2 separate regions of the Mus musculus genome follow, and region 1 is linked to region 2. A link is a contact called in public HiChIP or PLAC-seq data. All regions are on one chromosome and are shown on one strand. Each heading gives the region's core, a stretch centred on a gene start, on an enhancer-like site or on the middle of the called end of the contact. The rest is flanking DNA. Distances are from core to core; before and after follow the strand shown.

Region 1 (2,851 bases), core at 172-2,671, 73 kb before region 2:
GGAAGATCTATGAACCCAATAGGTGGTCTAAAGATCTGTAGATATCTTCTCTGAGACCCTTGAGGTCAGCACATCTGTAAGGGTAACTAATGTGTTCAGTCCTGCATCTGTAATTGCAATGTCTGACTTCTGCTTTCTGCCAGTTGAGTAACAGGAAGTAAATTTGCTACAGAGTTGTCTTTTTTTTTTTTTTTTTTTTAAAGGAGAACAAAGTTTTGAATGAACGGTTTAGAAGTCTGAGGGAGATCTTTGAAAAGTACTAAAAGGTGGGGCCTGGGGTCACAGAGGTCTCTCAGCAACACCCAGCTGCCTTCAGGCTGAGCGAAGAACCACTAAAAAGAATTAGGTAGAGGTCAATAGATTTGTTTTATTTCTGAAGATCTGTTTTCGCCCCCTCTGAAAAGAAGCACTGTTTAATGACTCTGCAATATTTGTAAATCGAGTTGCTGAAGAACAAAACCCTACACAAACTAGCTTCAGTAAAATGGGAATTTAAAAGAATTTGAGCTGCACAGAATTTAGAGAGCTATGTGTTTCCCTTTCCCCCTGCTGTGCTGGATCCCTCGAAGCTTAGAACTGGGGCATAGCTCAATCTGCTTGCCCTGGGTTGATCTCTGGCTCTGGGTAGTGGTACCTGCCTGTAATCCCAGCACTGTAGAGGTTGAAAGTGGAGAATCCAAAAGTCAAGGTCGTAGTCACCTACGCCTTGAGTCTCAGGCCAGCCAGGACTGATAGGACTCTGTTTTAAAACAAAACAAGCCTGGTGCGGTGGCGCACACATTTAATCCCAGCACTTGGGATGTAGAGACAGGTGCATCTCTGTAACTTCAAGACCAGGCTGAACTATATAACAAGTTCCAAGCCAGCCAGGACTACACAGTGAGACCTTGTCTTAAAATAAAACAACCTAGACAAACCAACAAACAAAACAAAGCCCCAAAAGACAAAACTCCCAAACAAACCACTAATAAGGCTGTGAAATGTCAGAGTGCAAAAGAAACTTCACTAAAATCAAGGTCTACCATGGGAGTTTTGGCAGAGCTGCGTTCCTTCTGGTGACAGTATGTTTGCTGGTCTTGTCCTGCTTCAGGAACCTGGCTGCACCACTTAGCTCTGGTTCGCTTCTGCCTTCCAGCCAGAGACTGGAGTTTTTCTCACAGTGCTATCCCAGTTTCCTACTCGGCCTCACTCCCCACTTGTAAGGGCCTCTGGACTATAAGTATGCCATGTCTACATATGCTTATCTGGGTAGGCCGGAAGGATCTTCTTATCTCCAGGTCTTTAATTCCCTCTGCAAACTTAATTGTCCTTTGTCATGAAAGGCAGTACAGTCGCAGTTGTTAGAGGTTAGGACCTGGGCTAGAAGCTATGCTCAGAATCTTGCCTATTGTACCACATAAGTGTTGATCATAGAAGTGTGCCACCACCACTGTGGGGTAACAGGATGGCTCAGCAGGCAAAAGGTGACTGTCACCAAACCTGAAGACCTGAGTCTGATCCCTGGAACCTACATGGTAGAAGAAAACCAACTCCCAGAAGTTGTCCTCTGACCTCCACATCCGTGTGCCCCCAAATAAGTAACTAACAAGCAAGCATGAGGCACTCAGGCACCTGGCCAAGCCACAGGAAAGGTTCAGTCTCTGAGGGAGTCTCCCAGCAGGATGCCTGTAGATTGGCAGAAAGAGAAAAAGACAAAGCTTCCTGGAAACTTTTGCTTAGCAGCACTCCACGTTTGGTTCTGTTTGTTTTTGCTTTTTTTCCCCTCTGTTTTTCTTTTGTTTTTGTGTATTTTTTAAAGGTTTATTTATTATTATATGTAAGTACACTGTAGCTGTCTTCAGACACACCTGAAGTGGGCGTCAGATCTCATTACAGATGGTTGTGAGCCACCATGTGGTTGCTGGGATTTGAACTCAGGATCTTCAGAAGAGCAGTCAGTGCTCTTAACCACCAAGCCATCTCTCCAGCTTCCTGTTTTTCTTTTATTAAGTAGATTTTTTTTCATACAATTTATTCTGACTATATATTTCTGAGATCCTCCCCACTTGTCCCTTCTCTTCCAAATAACACACCTTTTCTGCCTCTCCTTAGAAAACAAACAGGCATCAAAACAATAATAAAACAAGATAAAACAAAACTGGCTTCAGACAAAACCAACAGAAAGAAAAAAAGAAAACAAAAAAAGCGTCAGAAACGCATACGGAGCAAAGCACATGTGCACTGCACACACAGGAGCCCCATAAAAACTCATAACCAGAAGCCATAATAGATACACAAAAGATCTGTCAGGTTAAAAAAAAATTGTCTGCCGGGCGGTGGTGGCACACACCTGACAAAACATTATGAGACAAAGAGCCTCCAAAGAGCCACTGAGTTCGTTTTTTGTGTTGGCCAATTACTGCTGAATATGGGGACTATCCTTAGGAATAGTTTGAACATTTCCTGCCCTCTACTTCTCTTGGGTGTGTTTGCTTCTTTTTGTTCTAGAACTTTCAGGTGTGCTATTAAGTTACTAGTGTGGGACCTTTCCAGTTTCTTTATGAAGGCTCTTAGTGCTATGAGCTTTCCTCTTAGCACTGCTTTCATCGTCTCCCATAAGTCTGTGAATGTTGTCCTTGATTCTCATTGAGTTCTAGGAAATCTTCCATTGCTTCATTTCTGCCTTGACCCAGTAGTCACTCAGTATAGGGTTGTTCAGTTTCTATGAATTTGTAGGCTTTCTGTTGTTATCGAAGTCCAGCTTAAGTCCTCTGATAGGATGCAAGGCGTCATTTCCATTGTCTTGAATCTGTTGAGACTTGCTTTCTGACGGAGTCTGTGGACAATTCTGGAGAATGTTCCATGAGGAACC
Region 2 (2,700 bases), core at 108-2,607:
TCAAACCACCACAGTGGTTGTGGGGAGTTTAAACCAGATCTCTCTGTAGTCTTAGCTATACTAGAACTTCCATAGATCCATCTACCTGTCTCTATGTCCCAAGTGCTGGGATTAAAGATATGTCTCACTGCCAGGCGGAGGCAGAGACAGGCCGATTTCTGAGTTCGGGGCCAGCCTGGTCTACAGAGTGAGTTCCAGGACAGCCAGGGCTACACAGAGAAATCCTGTCTCAAAAAACCAGGAAAAAAAAATGTGTCTCACCAGATCCCACTTTTTTTTTCACCAGAAGAGGGCGTCAGATCTCATTACAGATGGTTGTGAGCCACCATGTGGTTGCTGAGATTTGAACTCACGACCTTCGGAAGAGCAGTCAGTGCTCTTAACCGCTGAGCTATCTCTCCAGCCTGGGTTGTTTTTTTGTTTTTTGTTTTTTAATTTTAGTTTAATACTATTACACAATCAAAAATCAAATTCACTAGTTAACCTTGGACTCAAAAGTCTTATTTTACAGCTGGGCGTTGATGGCACATGCCTTTAATCCCAGCACTTGGGAGGCAGAGGCAGGCGGATTTCTGAGTTCGAGGCCAGCCTGGCCTACAGAGTGAGTTCCAGGACAGCCAGGGCTATACAGAGAAACCCTGTATCGAAAAAAACAAAAACAAAAAAACAGCCTTTGTGGCTCACATCTGTCATCCCAGCACTCTGGAGCCTGAGATAGGGGAATCATGAGTGCAAGGCCAGCCTGGTATATACCATAAAAGCTTTGTCTCAGATGTGAAATAAAATATATTTTTTACAAATGAATTTTTTTAAGTAGAACAATCTAAACCATTCTCATCTAGGTAGAAACTTATTTACTTAACAGGTTGGTACTTTGTTTTTAAACTGTTATAGAGATGTTTCCAGAATTGTGACATTAGAGTACAATTTTTCTTTTATGCTTGCTTTCTTGCTTGCTTGTGTGTGGCTCCTGACAAACATGCAGGCAAAACACCCAAATACATCAAATAGTAATAAAAACAATATTTACAAACAACTCTTTGAAGCTGTTAGGACTGGCATACCTGGTGACTGCCTGTTTCCTCCTCACCAGGGCAACCTTCAGCTCCTTCAGAACTGCCTTGCGGTTTTAAATGGAGACACATAGGCTTCACTCTGCCTTCTGTCAAAAAGGGCTGCCTTCAAATCCAGTTTGTTTTCCTGACGACCTCCCTCCGGCATCTAAGCTCACTGGGAACAACAGAGACAGCGGGCACAGTGCATCAGCTCTTCTTCTGAGAGACAGTGGAGCAGCAGGGCTCACCGGCTGCAGGGCAGCGGCCTGCCACCTCGCACTCCACCTTCCAAGAAGCCCAAAGTTCTACCCTCTCTTTTCTTTGAGAAGCCTGTCTTACTGTGTTTATTTCCTATGTGGCGGTTCTGTGGCTGCAGGCCTTATTTACCTAAGAATCGCTTGTCCTGTTTTAACATTCTCAAAGTACTCTCTGTTCACACAAGATAAAGGTTGCCTTTCTGAATATTTTTTAAGCATCCTGTTCCCTTAGTTCTTTCATGTATCTGTGTAAAGCGTCTTAACGAGACTTACTTTGAATTAATGAACGTAGAAGTTTCGGGTCAGACTTTATGTAAGCTTTATAAGTATGATCTCTGAAGAAAAGCAGATGCGTTAGTATGTTTGCCTTAAACTTGTGGACTAAACCAATATTGTAAACGCCCAGAGACAGCAGTGGCGTTTTGACTCCATGCTCCTTGTATGGCTCTGGAATTCAGGGTAGCGATAATAAATCTACTCCGGCATTATGCTTTACAGTGAAGGTCTTTTCTTTATCTTTTTTTTTTCTTTCTTTCCTCCCTCCCCCACCCCCCGGCCCCCTTTGTTTGAAATGGCCAAACCAGGTTCACTGAATGCTTTACCTCACGTAGAGTGACCTTCTGGGTGCACTGATTCAAAATGCAGGAGTATCATGGTTCCCTAGATCCCCGTCTACAATTCCCTGGATTCCCTGCCTATCTCAGCAGATAACCGGGAGACATTCGTCAGCCGAGCCATTTGGTGGCTACCATGGCTGTCTAGTGAGTGGTGTAGAGGAAAAGCTATCTGCTAGGAGGAGGGAGGGGGTGGTCCCCAGGACGAAAGGTGGGGTGCAGACAGATGAAGAGTCCCTGGGTCTGTGTCACCCACGCCTGGTCTTTCTGACTGGCCCAGACTGCTTCCTGTGCCCCCAGTGTAAACTGGACTTGGATGATGGACTTCTCATATATTTCTTACTCCTCTCCTATTTGGAAACCACAGGGAGTTCGGCTGGTCACCCTGGAACGAGTTCCTAGTTTGTTTACATTTCTACAAACCACCCTGATGATTCTGGGTCAGGGTCTACCCAAGACCCAGACCCAGCCTCCTCCCTCTGCTGGTTAGTGTGCTTGCTCTCTTGACATGTTTGCCGGTGCCGTTCCAACGTTGGTTTTTCTGTTATCGGCCCAGACATTTTTTGTCCTTTGTGTGCGTGACCCTAATTGGTAGAAATACACCCACTCGTGTCCCAGTGGGTGAGTGCAGGACCAAGGGCCCTTGCTTCTGGATTCCCTCCCACCCTCACCAGCTGCTCTTGAAGCCTCAATCCGGTATGGGCAAGAGCCTCTTCTGGCTTCTCCATTCTCTGCTATAAAGGACATGTTGACCTACCTCACAGGGATGTTGTG

Evidence for each region. HiChIP or PLAC-seq counts read pairs in DNA pulled down with a chosen protein or histone mark.
Region 1: an H3K27ac HiChIP or PLAC-seq map of extraembryonic endoderm stem cells shows a contact between it and region 2. The contact joins two enhancer-like sites. A contact is called at or near these places in 3 of 15 datasets of contacts at CTCF or cohesin (CD8 T cells, the G1E-ER4 cell line and pro-B cells), 13 of 484 Hi-C or Micro-C datasets (the Ba/F3 cell line, the G1E-ER4 cell line, the HL-1 cell line and 3 more), 5 of 115 datasets of contacts at active chromatin or transcription factors (CD8 T cells, embryonic stem cells, extraembryonic endoderm stem cells and 2 more) and 3 of 9 other capture datasets (adipose tissue, liver and pancreatic islet).

Annotation. Positions count from the first base shown.
Region 1 is chr12:54,818,136-54,820,986 of GRCm38.p6, reverse strand. No RefSeq gene overlaps it. Among named protein-coding and RNA genes, the nearest start is that of Snx6, 24 kb to the right of the region's middle. Within about 2 kb of position 1,421, at least 70 of the 459 cell types and tissues checked have an H3K27ac peak or open chromatin away from gene starts, as enhancers often do. A contact at or near this core is called in extraembryonic endoderm stem cells, where this site is marked.
Region 2 is chr12:54,745,453-54,748,152 of GRCm38.p6, reverse strand. It overlaps Snx6 (sorting nexin 6), which reads left to right. Exons shown (of 14, transcript NM_026998.3): 14 at 1,094-1,796. The coding sequence ends at 1,147. Among named protein-coding and RNA genes, the nearest start is that of Gm22317, 8.2 kb to the right of the region's middle. Within about 2 kb of position 1,357, at least 5 of the 459 cell types and tissues checked have an H3K27ac peak or open chromatin away from gene starts, as enhancers often do. A contact at or near this core is called in extraembryonic endoderm stem cells, where this site is marked.